Linked DNA regions of Salmo salar: region 1 is linked to region 2. Evidence: chromatin contacts called from public Hi-C data. All regions are on one chromosome and are shown on one strand. The core of a region is the stretch at or near the end of the contact, and the rest is flanking DNA. Distances in the headings are between cores, read along the strand shown. Region 1 has its middle 63 kb from the start of ruvb1. Region 2 holds the start of LOC106565550 (GATA-binding factor 2).

Evidence for each region. Hi-C and Micro-C count contacts between places; a contact is called where the count stands out from the background.
Region 1: a Hi-C map of gill shows a contact between it and region 2, with 5 times the contacts expected there. The contact joins the enhancer-like site here to the promoter of LOC106565550 in region 2. A contact is called at or near these places in 2 of 3 Hi-C or Micro-C datasets (gill and muscle).

Annotation. Positions count from the first base shown.
Region 1 is chrssa12:65,842,795-65,848,735 of Ssal_v3.1, reverse strand. No RefSeq gene overlaps it. Among protein-coding and RNA genes, the nearest start is that of ruvb1, 63 kb to the left of the region's middle. Within about 2 kb of position 1,740, at least 2 of the 13 cell types and tissues checked have an H3K27ac peak or open chromatin away from gene starts, as enhancers often do. A contact at or near this core is called in gill, where this site is marked.
Region 2 is chrssa12:65,756,892-65,763,451 of Ssal_v3.1, reverse strand. It overlaps LOC106565550 (GATA-binding factor 2), which reads right to left and starts at 1,586. Exons shown (of 7, transcript XM_014132808.2): 1 at 1,337-1,586; 2 at 417-938. The coding sequence starts at 648.

The DNA of each region.
Region 1 (5,941 bases), core at 491-2,990, 85 kb before region 2:
CCAGCTGCCGCACTGATATAATTGCAGCCTGTGATCTCTGGCGGGCCAAAACGCTCTCATTTTCCTCAAAGATCAGTTTGAAGTTCCTCAAACTCCCCCACCACCCTTTTGTCACCCTTCAACCCTCCACTCCATCCTACCCCCTCCACTCCATCCTACCCCCTCCACTCCATCCTACCCCCTCCACTCCATCCTACCCCCTCCACTCTCTTGCTCTGCGTCTTGTTCATGTTCAACTTCCCTCCTCTCCCTCTGATCATCTCGTAGCTTGCCCCGCCCCGCCTCACCTTCTCCTCTCTCACTCCAATGTCACTCATTGCATTAAAGTTTCAAGTTGCTTCAAGGCTTTAATTCTTGATATATGTAATAAGCTCCTAATAGTTGAACTCTTGTTTGGTCTTGGAATCTCTGTGCTGTTGTTTTGGAGCGAACAGCTGAGCGTGTCCATGCCTCTTCGTCCTGTTCTGGAACGACCCATCCAGACATACACCATGACATCATTCTAGGACTTTTCTACAGATGTTTACAGACAGTTGACCGTGCCCTCTGAATTCTACACCACAACGTGTCCTCAGTCCGACTCTGTGTATGTCCCTGGTCCTGGCAGGATAAAGCGCTGTGGCGAACAGTTACCATTCTGCTGGACTTGATCTGAAACAGAATCCCTGATGTGTTTAGTTATGTAAATAGTTGTTACTCAACATTCCGTGCTCCTAATCATGCATCTGTTTGAGGTCAATCCATTGTTTGGAGGTTTTGGAAAACCATCAGATCATCTGTACTGAATTCCCCACCGATATATGATATGACATAATGTGATATGCTTTAATATGATGTGATGTAGTGCAACCAGAGCTACAACCTCTGGAATGGGCACTTGGCATCTCCATAGACAGCCTCACCCACTTCACCCTCTCAGTTGCCCAGTTGGCACCCTGGCATCAGTCAATCAGAGGCTGGGATGGAGAATGTGGTCTGAAATGTAATTCTGATCAATCACACGTTGATAAGGCAGTGATGACGACTCGGTAGTGTTCTCTGAGAGAGAGAGAGAGAGAGAGAGCACTCGCTGCCTTATATGGGCTTGATTTACTGTAGATCTCCAGTCACTCTGGGCTCGTCTGCCACGTCTTCTTCACACGGGACGAGGTCTCTCCTTGTGTGTGTGCGCGCGCATACTTACATGTGTCTGCGCGGGTTCTGTTTGTGTGTGTGTGCACGTGTGTGTGTGTTAGTTAAACAGGACTAACTAAATAGCTGATTGAGTGTGCTGTATACATACTGTTACTGTGTGAGAAACTCTCTTTCTGAGCAAAACATTCTCCTCTGGCTGACATTCCTGTTTTTCTCTGTAAACTTCCCCTTTAAGCAGCAGTGGACCTCCAACATTAAAGGTTCAGTGGTGTGAATGTCCAGTAACCAGAATAAAAGAGCATTCATTCATCCCCATTAACATATTGGGATTGCAGACAGTTACCAAGGTCAAGTGTGTGCACTCGAGCTGAGTTAGAGACAGTTACACTGTGTGTGTGTGTGTGTGTGTGTGTGTGTGTGTGTGTGTGTGTGTGTGTGTGTGTGTGTGTGTGTGTGTGTGTGTGTGTGTGGTTTGCGTGGGTCTGGGCCAGTCCTCGTTTCTACAGATCCTTAACTCACCTGCAGACCAGGTCTGCTCCTTATCACTCCCCTGTTCTGATTGGCTCTTATCAGCCCTCTGAGCTCTGATTGACCCTTATCTGCTGGCCCTGCTCTGATTGGGGGTCATAAAGCAGCGCTGTAATGGACCATGAATAGCCAGAAAACACACTGATACCAAGGTTTGACCCAAACACAACCAGACACAGATCCTCCTCCGACCACCACACTCATCCTTTTCTTCCCCTCTCCTCCCACATCTCCTCCCACACAAGGGATGTTGGTGCTGCTGACAAAATGGCCATACCATTTATTTCCTGCTCTGTGCTCTCACAGCCTGTCATTATGTTAGTAGGTGTACTGGCCTGCATGTGACTTTTTAGATCTATGTAAAAAGGGATGTATTTGCTGTTGGCTTGCTGTCTGCTACAGTGTTGTACTAAATCTGTTGGACTCTCTCTTCACAGTTGTTCTCCTTTGAAATGTCTCTGTTCATCCTCACTGGAATATTTGGCATGTTCCTTTATTTGACACAACCTGACTCACTGCAGTGGTTTCTTCCTTAGGCTTGATGTGTTCTACATTCATCCTCTGGGGGGCAGTAGTAATCTACTGCCCTCGACACTGTGTTTGTGTGAGAGAGAGCAAGAAAGGGTGTTGTACTGTAAAAGAGAGAGAGAGAGAGAGAGAGTGTGTTTTTTATAAAGGATGAGTGTGTTGTGAAGCTGGTAGGGCCGTAGAGACACAGAGACAGGGGGGTTTAATAGATTTAGAACAGGAGGGGAATGGACATTTTAACTCCTCTTCTTCACTGAATAGAGAAAAGAGGAGGGCAAATAAAGGCTATAGTGTCAGTGTCTGTCTCATGTAGTGAGAGAAAGCACAGCAGTCCCTGTTCTCTCTCTCTCTCTCTCTCTCTCTCTCTCTCTCTCTCTCTCTCTCTCTCTCTCTCTCTCTCTCTTTTTTTCTTCTCTCTCTTCCAGTCTCTCTCTCTCTCCATTTCTTTTTCATTCTCTAACTCTCTCTGAATGTTTCTCTCTTGCTGCCCTCCGCCCTCCAAGGCCCTTAGATTTATGTCATCGCTGTGCCTGTGGTTTTATCATGCCATGTTATCACGATTCCTCTCTCTCTCTCCCTCCTTCCCTCTCCCTCCTTCGCTCTCCTATCCTCTGTCTCCATGTTGTGATTCCTAACTTCAGATATAACCCAGCCAATCACACAGGGTTAACCTGCAGTCTCCATTTATGACATCTGTGACCTCTGTCTCTATTGGCTCTGTGTAATTGCATACGAATTACATGTATGACATTATAGTGATTAGTGATGTTTGGGATCACACACCAGGATCCTCAAATCAATCACATTTGTCTTGTTAGTCTCTGATTCTTTACACAATCAAACAAGTGTTGTCTTCTACAGTTTTACTACTGAATAATGTATATATTGGTTTGTATTGTTGTGTGAGTATAAATCTAGTAAAGTGCATGTCTATCCAAACCACTTCATGTGGAAGGTTTTATGTGCATTGTGTTAGAGTCTAATTGTTTTTGCTTCCTATCTCAGTGCTTGACCTTTGGTTCTTTGGTCCATATCAAACTCGTCCTAATCTCAATGATCATGAATTCTGAGAGAATGACTCCCTCTCCATTCACAACCTTCAGAGAACTTCTGAGCCTTTATCTGGGAAAGTTTCTCTTTAATTGGAATAATTCTCTAAAAGGGAGATGTGGGAGTGAAGTCCTAAAGTCCTGCATCTGAATGAGATCTGAGAATAGGAAGGAGGGAGAGAGTCTGTGATATGGATTAGAGAACATGGATGGATATCTCTCACACACACACCTTCTCTCAGTATTTTTATTTATTTATTTAGCCAGGCAAGTCAGTTAAGAAGAAATTCTTATTTACAATGACGGCCTACCCCCATCAAACTCGGATAATGCTAGGCCAACTGGGTGCCGCCCTATGGGACTCCCAATCACAGCCAGATGTGATTCAGCCTGGATTCGAACCAGGGACTGTAGTGACACCTCTTGCAGTGAGATGCAGTGCCTTAGACCGCTGCGCCACTCATTTGCAGTGAATGGATGGAGGAGCAGGTTCTACACACACATAAATACACACACACACACACACACACACACACACACACACACACACACACACACACACACACACACACACACACACACACACACACACACACACACACACTCAGACAAACAGACTCACACGTCCCACATACAGTAAATGTAGGGTTAGGAGGTTGGAAGGGAGAGAGGGGCTAAGATGGGTCTGTGAGCAGGCTGTATCTCATTACATAGGAGTGTAATAGCCATCATTCACAATAATATTTAGCACGTGCTGCCTATTATTGAAGCACTAATATCAATGCTGAAAATGAGAACCAGAACACACACACTCTCTCTCTCTCTCTCTCTCTCTCTCTCTCGCTATCTCTATCTCTCTCTCTCTCTCTCGCTATCTCGCTCTCTCTCTCTCTCTCTCACTCTCCAGATAATCACAGAGAGATGGACCAAAGGAGCAGAGGTTAGAACCTTCACTACTATCTCCTTTCTCTCTCCCTCCCTCTCTCTCTCTACTCTCCTTTACTATCTCCTTTCTCTCCCTCTCTCTCTCTACTCTCCTTTACTATCTCCTTTCTCTCTCTCTCCCTCTCTCTCTCTACTCTCCTTTACTATCTCCTTTCTCTCTCCCTCCCTCTCTCTCTACTCTCCTTTACTATCTCCTTTCTCTCTCTCTCCCTCTCTCTCTCTACTCTCCTCTACTATCTCCTTTCTTTCTCTCTCTCCCTCTACTTTCCTTGACTATCTACTTTCTCTCTCTCTCTCTCCTCTCCTCTACTATCTCCTTTCTCTCTTCCTCTCTACTCTCCTCTACTATTTATTTTCTCTCTCCCTCTCTACTCTCCTCTACTATCTCCTTTCTCTATCTCGCTCTCTACTCTCCTCTACTTTCTCTTTTCTCTCTCTCTCTCTCTCTCTCTACTCTCATTTACTATTTCCTTTCCCTCTCCCCCTCTACTCTCCTCTACTATCTCCTTTCTCTATCTCGCTCTCTACTCTCCTCTACTTTCTCTTTTCTCTCTCTCTCTCTCTCTCTCTACTCTCATTTACTATTTCCTTTCCCTCTCCCCCTCTACTCTCCTCTACTATCTCCTTTCTCTCTTCCTCTCTACTATCTCCTTTCTCTCTCCCTCTCTACTCTCCTCTACTATCTCCTTTCTCTCTCCCTCTCTACTCTCCTTTACTATCTCCTTTCTCTCTCCCTCTCTTCTCTCCTCTACTATCTCCTTTCTCTCTCTCTCCCTCTCTACTCTCCTCTACTATCTCTTTTCTCTCTCCCTCTCTACTCTCCTTTACTATCTCCTTTCCCTCTCCCCCTCTACTCTCCTCTACTATCTCCTTTCTCTCTCTCTCCCTCTCTACTCTCCTTTACTATCTCCTTTCTCTCTATCCCTCTCTACTCTCCTTTACTATCTCCTTTCTCTCCATCCCTCTCTACTTTCCTTTACTATCGCCTTTCTCTCTCTCTACTCTCCTTTACTGTCTCCTTTCTCTGTCCCTCTCTACTCTCCTCTACTATCTCCTTTCTCTCTCCCTCTCTACTTTCCTTGACTATCTACTTTCTCTCTCTCTCTATTCTCCTCTACTATCTCCTTTCTCTCTCTCTCTCTCTACTCTCCTCTACTATCTCCTTTCTCTCTCTCCCTCTCTACTCTCCTCTATTATCTCCTTTCTCTCTTCCTCTCTACTCTCCTCTACTATCTCCTTTCTCTCTTCCTCTCTACTCTCCTCTACTATCTCCTTTCTCTCTCTCTCTCTACTCTCCTTTACTATCTCCTTTCTCTATCTCTCTCTCTATTCTCCTTTACTATCTCCTTCCTTTCTCTCTCTCTCTCTACTCTCCTCTACTATCTCCTTTCTCTCTTTCCCTCTCTACTCTCCTCTACTATCTCTTTTCCCTCTCTGACCTCTCCTTCTCCTCTCCCCTCCTTGCTTTATTCAGTGAGGTTATTCATAAAATATTGCTAAATGTATCACCAGGTTTTAAAACGTACAGTTAGTTAATTGATACAGGCATCACACTCAGGATGTAATATTGAATAGCAATAGAAAGAATAGGAGTTTTGTTCATAAATTAATTTTCTTTCATGGATAAAACAGCTTGTATAATTACCAGTGTTACTACAGTTTGTGTTAAAAAGGTATCTTATTTATAGTGCATTCGGAGAGTATTCAGACCACTTGAATAGCATTATTCCTCGTGGGGACCGACAAAATGTCCCCAC
Region 2 (6,560 bases), core at 337-2,836:
GTTTCTCACTCCTTGTTTATCTGACTAGTTCTTCAGTCAAGAAGGCTAAATTACATTTATTTGACTATAATTTCCTTATTTTTGTCATCAGCTGAATTGCTCTCGTGTCCACAACTTTTAATGGTCTCATCCACTGCCTTTTTTGTTCTCCCATGCAAATGCAACTTTATAGCATGCTATCTATCAGACAGTAATGCAAATGTAACTTTATAGCATGCTATCTATCAGACAGTAATGCAAATTCAACTCGTAGGCCTATCAAACCGATACATTTAAACCCACCCACATTAATGGGTAAATAAGCCTTTGCGGATTTGTTATTGCTTTGAGAAAATACATGAATAGCCTATGCCCACGATAATTCCTGCTTTATCCTGATAATTAAGTTGTTTAGGAAAGTGAATGTGAGGTCTTACCGTGAGCTTGACTGTAGGACACTCTGGCCCGTGCATGAGCGGAGTTGTGGTAGTACGGGTTTCCCTGCGAGTCAAGATGGTTAAAGAAAACATCCACCTCGTCCGGGGGCAGAAGTTGCGCGGTGGGCTCCATGTAGTTATGCGAAAGGCCGGGGTGGTGAGAATCCGGGTGTTGGCCGTTCAGCACGGCGTGGTGGTGCATCCACCGAGGTGGATCAGCCGCTATATCCATGTCTGTGTGGATCTCTCCGTGTTGGGCAAACAGGGTGAAAAGAGAAGAGGGGCCTCTCTAGAGAGAGGACAACGTGTTCCTGAACCTTTCTCACTCTCCGCTTTGTCTTTAAAAAAAAAATGAGCCTCCCTCTCCCGATAAAATGTCCTCCTATTGTGGAAAACAGAACATAAATGTGTAGAGAATTTTCGCTCGTCAATCTCCTATAAATCGGTCCTCACTAGTAGTCCGATGAGATCCTCTTGTCTCTCTTCTTCTACAGGCATCGGGTAGTGTTTGACACTGGACACCTGTAATACAACCAAAAATAGGATGTTCATATTTCAGAGGCATTTACAAGGTGTTGGGTGTTTTTTTCTTTGTATGCCTGTCCAGTCCTATGAGAATAATTCGGGGAGGCTGCTTATTTTTATGTGCGATTTGTAAGTGATGTATGTAAAGGTGCAACATAAGATAAACACCTCGAATCACTCGTCCCCACCCACTCCCATTCCGAGGAACCTATCCTCACCGTAACGCGCACAGATAAGTACTTTTGAACCCATACATACTCTTCATATAGACTAGTAAACTAATCATCGTCAGTACACTCAGAACAAACTGTTAAAATTCTTACAAAGCGTAAGAAGTTATTTGTTTTCTTCACACAATTTTGGAGAAGAAAATAATATATATTTTATGCAAATACCTTATCTGTCTCAGGCTTGGTTATTCCGATTTCAAGCCCCTTTGGTAGAATTCTCCTCCAGTTAGCAAGTATATTTTCCTTTCTTGTATTGGCTCAATTTATACGGCATATGTTTGGTCTATTTTTCCTATGTTTTGGCGTAGGGTTATCTGCTGCGTAAACTCCGATGGAGACGGATAGGCCTTTAGCGACATGCAGCTGTAAGAACTGTCAGCACTGGCGCCAGTGAATTCCATGTCATGTGCGCAGGGGCGGGGTCTTGACTTCGGCGTTGATCCCGCGACAGCCAATTGGATTCTGCCTTTGCCAATTCTGACAACTGCCTCTGCAGAATCACCATGCCATTCGCCTCTCCATCCCAAGCACCAGCGAGCGGACAGCCCTGGCCCCGTATGCTTGTCTCATCCCAGAACGTATTAATCAACAGCGTCACCTTGTTAGTGAAGCAGCCCCGGGCCACCACCCACACCAATGCTTTCTCAACCAGGGGAGAAATGTCTTTGTTTATGCCAAGTGTAATGATCACTTTATATTTGAATAAAAAAGTTATTTCCAATAGGCATGAGTATGTATACCTCTTTATATTTAGGCTACATTAAACTATATTCCAGACTTTTAAATCCCATACGTAAAAATGCGTAATAATTTAAATAGGCTAGGCTATTCCAATGTAAATCTTATTCATGTTGTTCAGCCTATGAATTACAAACAATCTGACAGAGTGATGGCTGTGGTGTAGGCCAGTGTGCTCTTTCGTGTAGTTTAAACATGTTTGTGAATCAGCGGCGATCACACGCTGCTTTACATATTAATGCCTCCTTCGACTGGCGGGTCAGCAGCGCATAGGGCGTTACCAGCCATAGAGGGCCACCAAATGGGGTTTGTTTAGTATATGGTCCCAATATCGCTGACCCAAAAAAACGAGCAGTCCAAGCCACGGGTGCAAAGACATGGTGTCGACACCGGTGTCATTATCCCGCGGGCAAAGCTTTCCAGATTTTTGTCGCACCTATCACATTAGATGAGAGAATTGAATGATGAATGTTTGAGAAATGAATGAATGTTTGTTGAGAGAACTGTTTTATTTTGGAGTGGGGGGCACATTTCAGCTGGTATATGTAATATGTTGTCATATCCCCTTATCGCGGGAAATAAAAATACTTATATGTTTACCCGTTTCTCGAAATACTACGCAAATGTAACTTATTTCTATGTGAAAACTGAAATGGTCTATTCATTCCTTTTATATTTTCGTAGACACTCTTGTCCAAAGCAACTTACAATAATAATGCATACATGTTCATACTGGTTCCCCATGGGAATCAAACCTACAACCCTAGCATTGCAAACACAATGCTCTACCAACTGAGCCACGTCATATCGTCTCAAACCACTTGATGTCTCAATGTAGTCAATAGTTTTTCTTCATGGTGATGGAAAGTCTACAGGTATAAACCTAGATGACCAGCCTATGTACAATACAGTAATGTACATTTACATTAAGTGGTTTGTAAGGATGGTAAATTAATACTGCACAAAAAGTTATTATTTTCCACGTTATTTTAAAAAGAAAAATATTGAATTTGATGTGGATGTTTTGTGTCTTTACCCAGAACGTTGCAACTTTTGATGTAAATGTTTGAGGACAGGGTTTTGTTCTTTCTGTATTCCATTAGAATGTCAATTGCAGAGAAAGGGACAGGGCAACAACTTTTTAATTCCAACTATTGAATCCTGCAAGACACTGTTGTAAGCGAAGATGCTAAACAAAAAGGGTTTTGCCCTGCTACAGACATCTACATGGTACGCTAAAACTGGTCATGTCCCAGTGCACTACTTTTGTGAAGAAAAAAATAATAATCTGAATATTATATATATTTGTGTGACTTAGATTAATTGCTATAACTATTTTTATTTTGTAGGTCGTGTGTGTGTGTGTGTGTGTGTGTGTGTGTGTGTGTGTGTGTGTGTGTGTGTGTGTGTGTGTGTGTGTGTGTGTGTGTGTGTGTGTGTGTGTGAGAGAGAGAGAGAGAGAGCAGTCTATAGATGAGCAAGGTGGTGGTGTGAATATGAATGACAGGGAATGTGAGGAGGGAGCTCAAGGCCCTGTCCCACCAACTAGCCGCTTATCTGACGCCCCTCCCTGACGTCACCGCATCGTTAGAGGAGAACAACATTATTATCAGGAAATTAACTTTTAATAATACTTAAAGGAGTAGATGGAGATGGGGGAGCACGAGATCTGCTTACCTCTCAAAGGACAAACTCGGATAAATGCAAAGACACTCTATTGGGAGAAATGCAGTAGATAGCAGTATTAATTATAAATAAAGTAGTCTTTTGACCTTTGATGTGGTTTAGAAATGTGTCTACATAGATCCAGTGGCAACAGAAGACAGCGAGACTGAGATTGGGTGGCACTAGCCTGACCAGGAATTTGATTTGACCCCAGAGAAGACGAAACACAATCAAACACAGTGAATAAAGCAGAGAACTGCAGTCTAATGGACTATGGAGTGGACACCGCATGGGGGGAGCCCAACATAGCTGAAAAAAAATCTGCTTTAATGCACTTTTGTTGTGAACATCCTTCCTGGCGGTTGGATGGAGGTCAGCGAGGTATCGTCAGCTCCCTCTACCTATTATTACAATGGTACAAGTAGCAGCCGCTGATTAGCCAGATGTATAGTCATCAGAGTCCTCTGCCTCCTATGTGTTTTATTTAACCTTTATTTACCTAGGCAAGTCAGTTAAGAACAAATTCTTATTTACAATAACGGCCTATGGGGGAACAATGGGTTAACTGCCTTATTCATGGCCAGAACGACATAGTTTTACCTTGTCAGCCAGGGGATTCGATCCAGCAACATTTCGGTTACTGGCCTAACGCTCTAACAACTAGGCTACCTGCCGCCCCGATGACATGTTGACATTGCCACTACTAGACAATAGTTGGTTGTTTTTATGCTGTGCTGTAGCAAGGATCTTGTGGGATGGGTGCCTTAAGGAAACAAAAAAGGCATTCAGAGAAGCAGTAATCACACTGATAATTAGCAAATGTCGCGACAAGGATTTGCGTTGCTAACCTGTTTGTTCCTACCGCGCTTGATCGCTCTCCCATTGGCAAGGTGGGCGTCTGGGCGAGGACCGAAGGGTAGGCGCGCCGCAGATAAGGGGTTGACATTACTCAGCGCCACCGTGTGAGCGCGCGCTGCAGAGAGATGGTCCCTCGTCATTGGTAATTAGCCTGGATAGACGAGGGGAGAAGGGCAGTCAGTCTCCAGCCCAGCCACGGGAGGTGGCTGCTCGGATCACTAACATTATTTTGAATTGGGTTAAAAATAAAAATTCAACGTCAAAATAAATTATTATTAGGCTATTATTATTATTTTATTATTATTATCATATAAACTATATATTTAGCCTACTATACTATTGTTATGTTATTATTATTATTGTTTCGTCATTGTTTTATTGTTATAAAGCAATCATAATATAAGATCGTTTTCAGAAATTAGGCCTATCCGTGATTCCCAATGAAATGCTACAAATAGTCTACTATAATGACGATAGGCCTACTGAATTGGTCTCTCCAGGATCCTAAAGCTGAACTGCTCTTGCAGCTTTTAGCCAATAGCGCCCCTCATGCTTTCGATGCAGGATTTACGCTCACTTACAGCCATCCTCGCCATTCCTCAATTAGACTTTGCATTTGATAACACTAGGCTACTATAATACCTGTTAGCAGATGTCCAGTGAAAATAAAGCACAATTTCTCAATTAAATTGTTCTATTTTTTCTGTGTGCTGGAATGAACAAATGCCACATGCAAAGTAGGCTACAAATACGAATATGCTTTGGAAAAAGTTGAATATGCTCTCAGTAACACGTCTTCCAAAACAAAACTGCATATCCTATACATGGCAGATTTTCAGATATTCAAATAGGCTACGTCTTAACAATACTTGGCGCCTACGCTGTGGTGTGTGACACAACTAGGCTGCTGTCCATTCAGAGCAATGCGCAGTGCTTGACTTGGACTGAAATAGGTTCCAGTACTCATTTTGGGTGCCGGTACTGTTTATATTTAGGTGCAGGAGCTCCACAATACTTTTGAGAGTACGTCGCTTACTATAGTCTGTGGCTGCGGTTAAAACCGTTACATTCTCTGTTTTTACAATCAGACGCGAAGCTGGATTTCAGGTATTTTGAAAGTAATAGCCTATAACAATGTGTCAGATAGGATTGAAATATCATCCTCCCTACTTCACCCCTATACTCTCTGTCTTCCCGGCCAGGGTAAACTATGTGACAGGGGGAAGCTGGAAAACAGGCTGCACTGTGAGGGATAGCAAGGCGGATTACAAAGGCGCGAGTCCCTGTTGTGATTGAGCCAACCCTGGGCGCGCGTGGAGTAGGCTACAGCTGTCAGAGCGCGACTGGCACGGATGGCGGAGTCGTATTTTACACGCACTAGACACCCCAGAGCCTAAAAGCAAGAAGGACAATCGGCAGATAGACCGTTAGCTAGGCTTATCTTTGGTCTATCAGAACCACATACCTGACAGTATTTACATTAATTTATCTCCTCATTTTACCGTAGCCTATAGACGGATGAGACAGGACGTTGACTGGCGAGATCTCGCATTTAAATAAGAAACATGTTAAATTAACCAATTCTGCCCAATCCAGTGGTGCACACGATCTTTCCTTAATAGTTTACACGATTAACTTTTGTATTTAAAACATTGAAGTTACTTCCCCTCCTTGGCTATTGTGATTATAAATATACCCTTTACTCCTCCATTCATCTCCTTCACACTTACACTTCACATTATGGAAAATAGCCTAGGCCTACTACACGCTAAGCCCTCGCAAAGCTGCCTAACAAGACCATGGGCTCGTGGCGCCGTAGCCGGCAGGTGCTTGAGAGCACGGGCTCAGGGTCTCGTGCCCACGTCCCCCCAGGTTCAAAGGGTAACACACACACACACACACACACAAACACACACACACACACACAAAAGATTACTCGAGAAACAAAAACGTTAACGGAATTAAATGTACAGGTTTTAGAGTAAGACAATACAAATCTACTGGGGGAAAAGGTGGCTGCTCTCAACTGCCTAAAGGTTGGATGGAGTTGGATTTGAGCTGTATGATCATTGAATAAAGAAAACTATTATGAATACTATTCCTAATAATTGAGAATGTTGACATTGTG